3 separate regions of the Mus musculus genome follow, and all the other regions are linked to region 2. A link is a contact called in public Hi-C data. All regions are on one chromosome and are shown on one strand. The core of a region is the stretch at or near the end of the contact, and the rest is flanking DNA. Distances in the headings are between cores, read along the strand shown.

Evidence for each region. A called contact is a pair of places that touch in the nucleus more often than the background predicts.
Region 1: a contact with region 2 is called in a Hi-C map of liver, with 3 times the contacts expected there. The contact joins the promoter of Ttpa here to the enhancer-like site in region 2. A contact is called at or near these places in 5 of 39 promoter capture datasets (hematopoietic stem and progenitor cells, hippocampal neurons, liver and 1 more), 1 of 484 Hi-C or Micro-C datasets (liver) and 2 of 9 other capture datasets (embryonic stem cells and liver).
Region 3: a Hi-C map of liver shows a contact between it and region 2, with 2.7 times the contacts expected there. The contact joins two enhancer-like sites. A contact is called at or near these places in 3 of 484 Hi-C or Micro-C datasets (bone marrow-derived macrophages, liver and nephron progenitors).

The regions. Positions count from the first base shown.
Region 1 is chr4:20,007,047-20,009,746 of GRCm38.p6, forward strand. It overlaps Ttpa (tocopherol (alpha) transfer protein), which reads left to right and starts at 1,283. Exons shown (of 5, transcript NM_015767.4): 1 at 1,283-1,597. The coding sequence starts at 1,394.
Region 2 is chr4:19,633,425-19,636,124 of GRCm38.p6, forward strand. It overlaps Wwp1 (WW domain containing E3 ubiquitin protein ligase 1), which reads right to left. Exons shown (of 25, transcript NM_177327.5): 17 at 1,830-1,918. Among named protein-coding and RNA genes, the nearest start is that of Gm42259, 17 kb to the left of the region's middle. Within about 2 kb of position 1,262, at least 3 of the 459 cell types and tissues checked have an H3K27ac peak or open chromatin away from gene starts, as enhancers often do. A contact at or near this core is called in liver, where this site is marked.
Region 3 is chr4:19,949,195-19,951,894 of GRCm38.p6, forward strand. No RefSeq gene overlaps it. Among named protein-coding and RNA genes, the nearest start is that of Atp6v0d2, 28 kb to the left of the region's middle. Within about 2 kb of position 1,272, at least 9 of the 459 cell types and tissues checked have an H3K27ac peak or open chromatin away from gene starts, as enhancers often do. A contact at or near this core is called in liver, where this site is marked.

The DNA.
Region 1 (2,700 bases), core at 33-2,532, 370 kb after region 2:
CTGGATTATATAGGGATGAGCTTCTCTGGAAGGACGGCCCACACCCTGGGCTGGAGGGCTGGCAGGGAGACGGTGGGGTGGAGCATACCTGCCATGCCCTCTAACAAGTAGGGACTGAGAGATGCTGGGACAACCTAGGGGACAGCTCCACTTTGATGTATTAAAAGGCACCTAGCTACTTGTCCCAGGGTTTGAGACTTAACAGTTTTCAGATTGGATCCTGGTTATTTAATACTGTTCCCTCTCCTTCCTCAGTATAGAATTCAAAGCTCTCAGCCCGGTAACCAAGCACCCCAGCCAGCTCTCTTTGTGATTCAGGGGTTCACACCACAACACAGCCGCTTGGCCTTGTTCCCTGGTGTTTGCTTAATGTTCTCCTACACCATGGAGGAGATTTACCTCTGCTCCTTTTACTTCCAGCCCACACAAAAATGAAAAACGTCTCCAAGGCAAGAGTTCTGTTTTGAGGATATCCTCAATAATCGGAACATGGTCTCTACCCAAGAGCCACTCCATCAGACATTCTTGCTCTGAGTTCCTTTAAGGCCTCTTTCACTCGCAAAATCAGTGTTTTGTGAACATGCACTGCATATTAAGAGGAGTTAGTTTTGTGGACTTTCTTCTGTTCAGGTGGCAGTTCAAGTGTAGGATAATTTTAATGGAAATGAAGGAAAAAATACTTCCGTGTGTTCATTCAGATTTCGCGGTCATCTCTGTGTATTCTTCAGCAGACATCCTTCAGGTTCCTTAAGTAAGGGTTTTGATTGAGAGACTGGTGGCATCTAAACACATACATCGTTAGTGTTTAAAATGTGACCTCCCCCACCCGCTCTCCTTTCTCTAGTAGAGCCAGATGCCAAGATCTGGAAAGCATTTTCCTGGAGAGAAGCAAGGAGGAGGAGGAGACTGCCAAAGGTGGCTTCCTTGAGTTACATTTTGGAAACTAGTTAGAATGCCAGAGATGGCCTGAGCTCAGCCTTAAGGAAGGGGTCAGGAGGAGGGTTCCTGAGTGTCTGCTACCCAAGCTAATTAAAGAGCCGTTTACAGTGTTCCCTGATTCCAAAACGGACAGAGGGGGAAGGGCAACGAGGAAAGGGTGAGAAAAGTCTCTGGCAGCCTGATTATAAACATCCCAAGTAACTTTTCGACTTCCCGTTCTTTAGGTTCAACACTAGTGACTTTCCTTCCCTGGGACTGGCTGCGGTTACCCTGGTGAGCACCGGAGGGCACCACGTGGGCTTCTTTAAGAGGGCGCCGTGACCCTTGCACCGGCGGGGCACGGGAGATCGGGGCGGCCCGGGTGAGTGTGCGTGGGGCGGCGGCCACGGCGGGGGGCGGAGGGTGGCTCTGGGCCCGCACTTTTCCCCCCTGTCGCCGGGACAGCACGGCGGGCATGGCAGAGATGCGGCCGGGGCCATTGGTTGGGAAACAGCTCAACGAGCTGCCCGACCACTCGCCGCTGCTCCAGCCCGGCCTGGCGGAGCTCAGGCGCCGGGTGCAGGAGGCAGGCGTCCCGCAGACCCCGCAGCCTCTCACAGACGCTTTCCTGCTGCGCTTCCTGCGCGCCCGGGATTTCGATCTGGATCTGGCCTGGCGCGTAAGTGTGCACCGGGGGCGGGCAGAGCTCGGCGACGGCGGAATCCACGCGCGCCGAGCGTGGCAGTGTGACTGCAGGCGCGCCCAGAACCCCGATTTCGCCCCCGCCGATGTTTTGGTCCCCGCCGCCGCGGAGGACATCCCGTGGACTACTAGGGTCCTTGGGAATTAAACAAAGTGGAGATCCCTGACCCCCGGGGTGCTCAGCTGTGTTAACTGAATAGATAACTAGGTGTGGACAGAGGACGACGAAATGGACATCTAAAGGCATCTTGAAAAAGACTATGTTAATAGAGCTAAATGCACAGTTTGGCATGTTTGAAACCCAGGGCAGTACAGATGATTTCTTTTATGTTTCAGGTATTCACAACACACTGGCCTTGGGGCCAAGAGAGATGGGGCCTTGGGGTCAGGGAGATGCGACCTTGACTTTGTCCCTCTTGGGGTCAGCACCCTTATCTGTTCAGTAACTGTGAGGACATGACAGTAGTTTCGAGAATTGCACATTAACCTGGAATGCTAGAACAAGATGTGCCAAACCCTGTGCTTGGCACGGAGAAAGTAGTCAGTGATCAGCAGGCTGCGGATTTCCAACATGCCCTGGGTTTATGAAACTAATTTTATTGGATAAGCACCAAGTATGGCAAAAAACACCACAAACAATACAAAACAGGAAAAACTTCAAAGGAATTTCCTAAAAGAAAAGAATTTCCCAACACAAACTCTAGTTAGACCTTGAGGACCCAGAAGTATGGCATTACCTGTTACTTCAAGCCTGTGTAACAATGCTCACGCAAACAGGCGCTTGTGAGTTTATTTTTTCCTTTGGCTTTTCTCAACTGCATGCTGTTATAGAATCAGGTCATGTGAACATGTGCTCACACCTACTACTCTTTTGGGGATATCTAGTCAGTTTTTTGTTTGTGGCTGTAGAGATTGTTACTGGGCGGGTGCTGTTAGGCCCTATGCTGATCGTTCATCCCTACATTCAGTGATGGGGGACCCCAGCGCTGCCATGTTCACTGTTCACCTCTTCATTTCATTTGGAGTTTCTCCTTCTTTTTCTTTCTTTTTCTTTTCTTTTCTTTTTAATATCCGCACACT
Region 2 (2,700 bases), core at 12-2,511:
TGATGTTCCTGAAGAAAGAAAAGAACAAATAGAACAGAAAAACATATTCAAAGATAAAATAGAAGGAAACTTCCCTGAAATTAAAGCTCTTAATATGTTCCTTTAAAAAAAGAGAGAGAGAGAGACCAAACGATCTGCAATGAAACTAGTGAACTTTAAGGTACAATGTTTGCACTCAGAGAAGGTTTTCTGACCCAAGGTTTGGCCTATTTCATAGTACTCACATTCAATGCTAAAACAACAGTGAAGCAGTACCTACGACTACTGGACAGACAGTGCTATGCAAGACACTTCTGTCCACTAAGGTTGTTGTTTATATAGAAACCCAACAAAGAAAACATTTCCAAACATGTATCAACTAGAGGAACATAGTGACCCAATGAATTCTTGGATAAGCACCTCAATGAAGAATCTAAATATATAATGTGTGAATGAAATAAAAAATTAAAAGAAAGAAAATAAGGATACAGAAGAACAGTTTAACTGTCTAAACTGTTAAAACATAAAACTATAACCAAATAACTAAGACAAACAATAGTTCAAAAAAGAATGTGAATGTTATCAAAACAGACATTGAAGGGAAAATAAAAAAGTCTCACTTCTAAAATGTACCTTTCATTTCGATGTCTGGACATTTCTGAAACTGAGAAAAACTCAAACTACATACACTATGAATATTTCTTGAATAGTAGCTGAAAATGGTAATAATGATTTGGATAGAGAATGATGCTAATATAAACACTAACAAATTCACAGCAATTATCTATTTCTACCAGGTATGACTTGGTCCTGCGATTTGTCAGATGAATTAAAAGTGTGATTGTCTAATTCTCTAAAATTCTATGAAAATCTGAATTCTTAGGCAGTCTTAATGAAACTGTTAAATGAAGGAACGCTGCCAGGTGTGGTGGCTCAAGCCTTTAATCCCAGCACTCAGGAGTCAGAGGAAGGCAGATCTCTGTGAGTTCAAGGCCAGCCTGATCGACTGATCTACAGAGCAAGTTTCAGGACAGCCAAGGCTTCACAGAGAAATACTGTCTTGAAAACAAAACAAAACAAAACAAATGCCAATATAGATTTGTGTTAAGCAACCAAAGGGGAAAACAAAGACTATTCACTAACTACTTCACAGGTATCCACTCTTAAGAGTCTATTCAGTAAATGCAGAAAATTTCATTTTCTAAGTAAACTCAGATCAGAGCAAGAGCACAAATAAAAGTGACTTGCAACACTGAAATAGCAAAGTTAACAAGTAACCTTCCGTGAACCCATCGATTACGCCATACCATATGTGAAATACTATGCAGCCATTTGATGAGAGCATTAGCAAGTACAGAAGAGTAATCCTAATGGCTGGAGCCTCTGATGGCTCAGTGCCGAAAGCACTTGCCATGTAGGCAGGGGAATCTAAGTTCTCTCTTCACCAGACCCCATGTGCTCGGGCTATGTGGTCATGACCCACCTGTAATCCCAGTACCTGGGATGTGAAGGTAGGAAATAACAGAAAAAGCTGGCTAGTCAGACCAACTCACACAATGCCTAAACATATAAAGGTATAGAGGAAGACACCAGATGTCGACGTCAGGCCTCCACACACATGTGCACATATACCCATACACACACGTGTGTGTGCCACACTCATGCAAGATGACATACACACATACCATACACATACACATATACAGAAAATTGTAATAATGGTTATCTAAAATAACTCCGGTTGCTACTAAAAAGCATAATTTAATATATTCATATATTTTTTTTAAAGAATTAATCTACTACAGATGACAAAAGAGATTTATTCCAAAGCAGTACATTTTTAAGTTTACCTTGCAAGGCCACCATAATCAAGACCTTCTTCTCCTCTAAATATTACATATAATCGCCTCCTCAAGTCATATGGTTTTAATGCCATAATCTAAAGACAAAAATATGGATATTTAGACACTTATATGCTATATAAATACTTCCAAAATAATTCAATTTGTATTTTCAAAAGTATGTATTTCCTTATCTCATATTTAATTCTGCAGTTCAACTGGTTTGTTCCATAAACTAGCTAAAAATGGATGGACAATCCCTCAAGTTTTCTCTGACTTGCTATCATATGTTTTCCCCCGTTCTAGTGCTAAACAGTGGTTGTACTTTGTGTTAGTGATAAGCAAGGAAGAGTATAGTCTCTTAACAAGTGACTGGTAACCTTTTCTCTGAAGCAATACTGTAAGTTTTGGAGTCCCACCACACCTATCTCTGGAGGATAGAAATCCACCTGCAATCCTTACTCGACGATGTACATTTATACAACAGCATGTCTTAAAATAAGACCCAAATACACTCTCATAATATGTAAGTTTTCATGAGAGTTAGTCATAAGCATGCTTCACTTAGATAAAAATTCGTATTTACTATCATCCCTCAGAACCACAGCCAAGCCAGGTCTGGGTCCTACGGCAGCTCATGAATAGGCTTCCCTAAAGGGCAATTATGCTCTCAATCTATATCTGAATCTCTTATCTCAGCCCCATATCTGAACAGACTTAAGACAGAAAAAGTAAAATAACGACTAACATAAATTTAGATACACACTTGCTAAAGTAATTCAAATATAGCTCTGAACAAGCCATGTGTAATACACTTGGAAACTTGAAACAATCATTTGGCTCAGAATTAGTCATACACAAGCAGTTTTGATAATAGCTG
Region 3 (2,700 bases), core at 22-2,521, 320 kb after region 2:
GCCCAATGTTTACTTATGAGTCTTAGCATATAAGGGCCAGGGGCATCTCTCCCTATGCCAGGATCTCATGGTCACTTTGTCAGAATCTGTCAGAAAAACAGGCTCAGCCTCTCAGCAGGTAGTGGCATCTTGGAGGAAACTGTATTTGTGTCAGGACAATAGACTTTACCTAGGTTGGAAGTCTCCACCCTAGGTGGGCTAGCAACTGTGGCAAACCAGGTCTGAGACAGCCTGCTCAAGGCTGAGGCAAGGGCACAATTCCTCCCTTTTTATTTATTAAAAATTAGCTGGACTGGGGCATAAAATTTATTTATGCTCCATGGTCCTGCCTGCGAATTATGGTGACTGGTGACTGTGCTTGGCTTCAGTCTGAATGTCTATACTCCTTCTGACCTGTCCCTAGGTGGGCTAACAACTGTGGCAAACCAGGTCTGAGCCTGCCTGCTTAAGACTGGGAGAGAGGGCACAGCTCTTAAATTCACAGTGGCATTTCTAGAAATTACTCCTACATATTATTGCCAAATGTGCAAAAGTCTATAAAACATCATTACTTATGTAACAGAAATCACAAATTAATAGATTTAATAATAAATTAATATATTTCAAAAATGCTACATCCAGGAATTGGAAATATATGCAGATATTATAATGATAGAATAAATATGTATGTTAGAGTGTATGATAGTTCATTGTTTTAAATTAAAGAAAGAAGATGTAGAAGGGTCCTGCATTATGACATCCTCAGTGTGACAAACATGTCCTCAGAAACTTGATCTGACTAAAAAATACAGTGATTGCTTCTAGAGAAAAGCAGGATATTTGGGCTAAGAGGGAAAGGTTTACTTTCATTTTACAATTAGTTTGGAAAATGTTTAATTGATATATTTGCTCTAAATATACAGGAAAAAAAGGAAATGCACCTAAGAAGTAAGACTGGAAGAAAGGAAGAGGTTGCAATGCGGAACACATCCAGGATCCTAACGGACAGGACTCATCTGCACTAGAGGTTCCCAGGGTGCAAAGAGCAGGCAAGTTTGTAATGCTAAGATGTTCTAATTTCTTCAATCAATTAAAAAATGATGGTGTGTGTGTGTGTGTGTGTGTGTGTGTGTGTGTGTGTGTGTGTGTGTGTATGAAGGTATCATTTCTCCAGTGGTTTTTGTTGTTGTTGCTGCTGTAGTTCTTTTGTTTTTTGAGACAGGTTCTCCCCTGACTTGGTACTTACCAATTAGTCTGGACTGTTTACTGACTGAGCAGCCTCGGGGACTCTGCCTGTCTCGAGCTCTTCTGTGGTGAAATTGCAAGCATGTGTTACCATAACTTCTTCTTGTGTGGGTTCTTGTGTTCAAAGTCAGGACTTTATGGTTGCAGGGCAGGGACATTATCAAGCTTCTGAAAAAGTTTTAAAAATAAAAACATCGAACCTGTACCTGTAACCTGTCACACCCGCTCTTGGGAATTGGAGTCAGGGTCAAAATGTTGACCCAAGTCTGAGGTACATAGCAAGGCTGTGTCTCAAGCAGACACAGCAACCACAGAGAATAATCATGTGCTTCTTACCCTAGCATTTCCTAAACACTGTGCTAGGAAACTGCCAAAGCTAAGACGTGAAAGACATTACCCAAGATCACCATGAGGCACACAGAAGATCTAGAATCAGGAATTTGGGATTCAGTCATTGACTTCTGTGTGAATCCAAGAAGTAAGAATGCAAACCAAAGCCCGGGGGATGGGGGTTCCTTCCCATGCATAAGATATGTAAGTATGAAAATGTTTTCATGTGATGAATATAAACAAAGAAAAATTTAAGAACATAAATTAAGAAATAATGAGAAAAGTAGGCTTTGAATGCTTATAATTTATGTGCAAACACAAAGAAAAAATAGGGTACAATTTTATGCAAAGTTGTACTGTAAATATTACTCATCTCCACAGAGAATCAACTCCCCCTTTCTTTGTAATTTACTGACCTGCATTTATCACACTGCCAGCAACATAAGCTTGCCAGCTAAGCTCCTCCAGCCCAAAAGCAGGACTCTGTCATGGTGTCCTATCACCAGAGGATACTCCATGCAGTTAGAGGATCTTGAAGAACTATATTATAATTTATGCCAAATGTCATATGTCAGTCCCAGAAAATTTGTATTTAGAGAGACTGTTGTGGACAAAGGGATCAGGAGAAATGTGTTCAAGACAAAATGGGTCAGGACCATAATAAGAGGGATACAGGCCATCATGTCTCTGCAGAGGGCTTGGCACTGAGTCAGAAGGTCTCTCAGTTCCATGGTACAAGGGAGCTCATCAGAGTCTAGAGGGTCAAAGCTGAGAACACTAGGCAGAGGCAGTGGGCATCTGCAGTGCGACAGTGTTTGCAGAACATTGCACATATGAGCTCATAGCAGCTATGTCTAATGCGTGCCTTTCCCCTCCACAAGGACTCATGCCGTTGTATGTGCACGTGAGTGTGTGCCTGTGTGTGCGTGTGCATGTGTGTGTGTGCATGCATGTTCACAGGTGCTGACAGAAGCCAGAGGAATGAACAGAATCCTCTGTAGTGGGAATTTCGGTGCTATGAGCCACCTACTGCGGATACTGGGATCTGAGTTCCACTCTTCATAATTGGACAGCAGCAAGCACTAACTGCTGAGCCATCTCTCCGTCCCTAAATTTGTTTTTAATTAAAAGAGCTTGGAAGTTCTC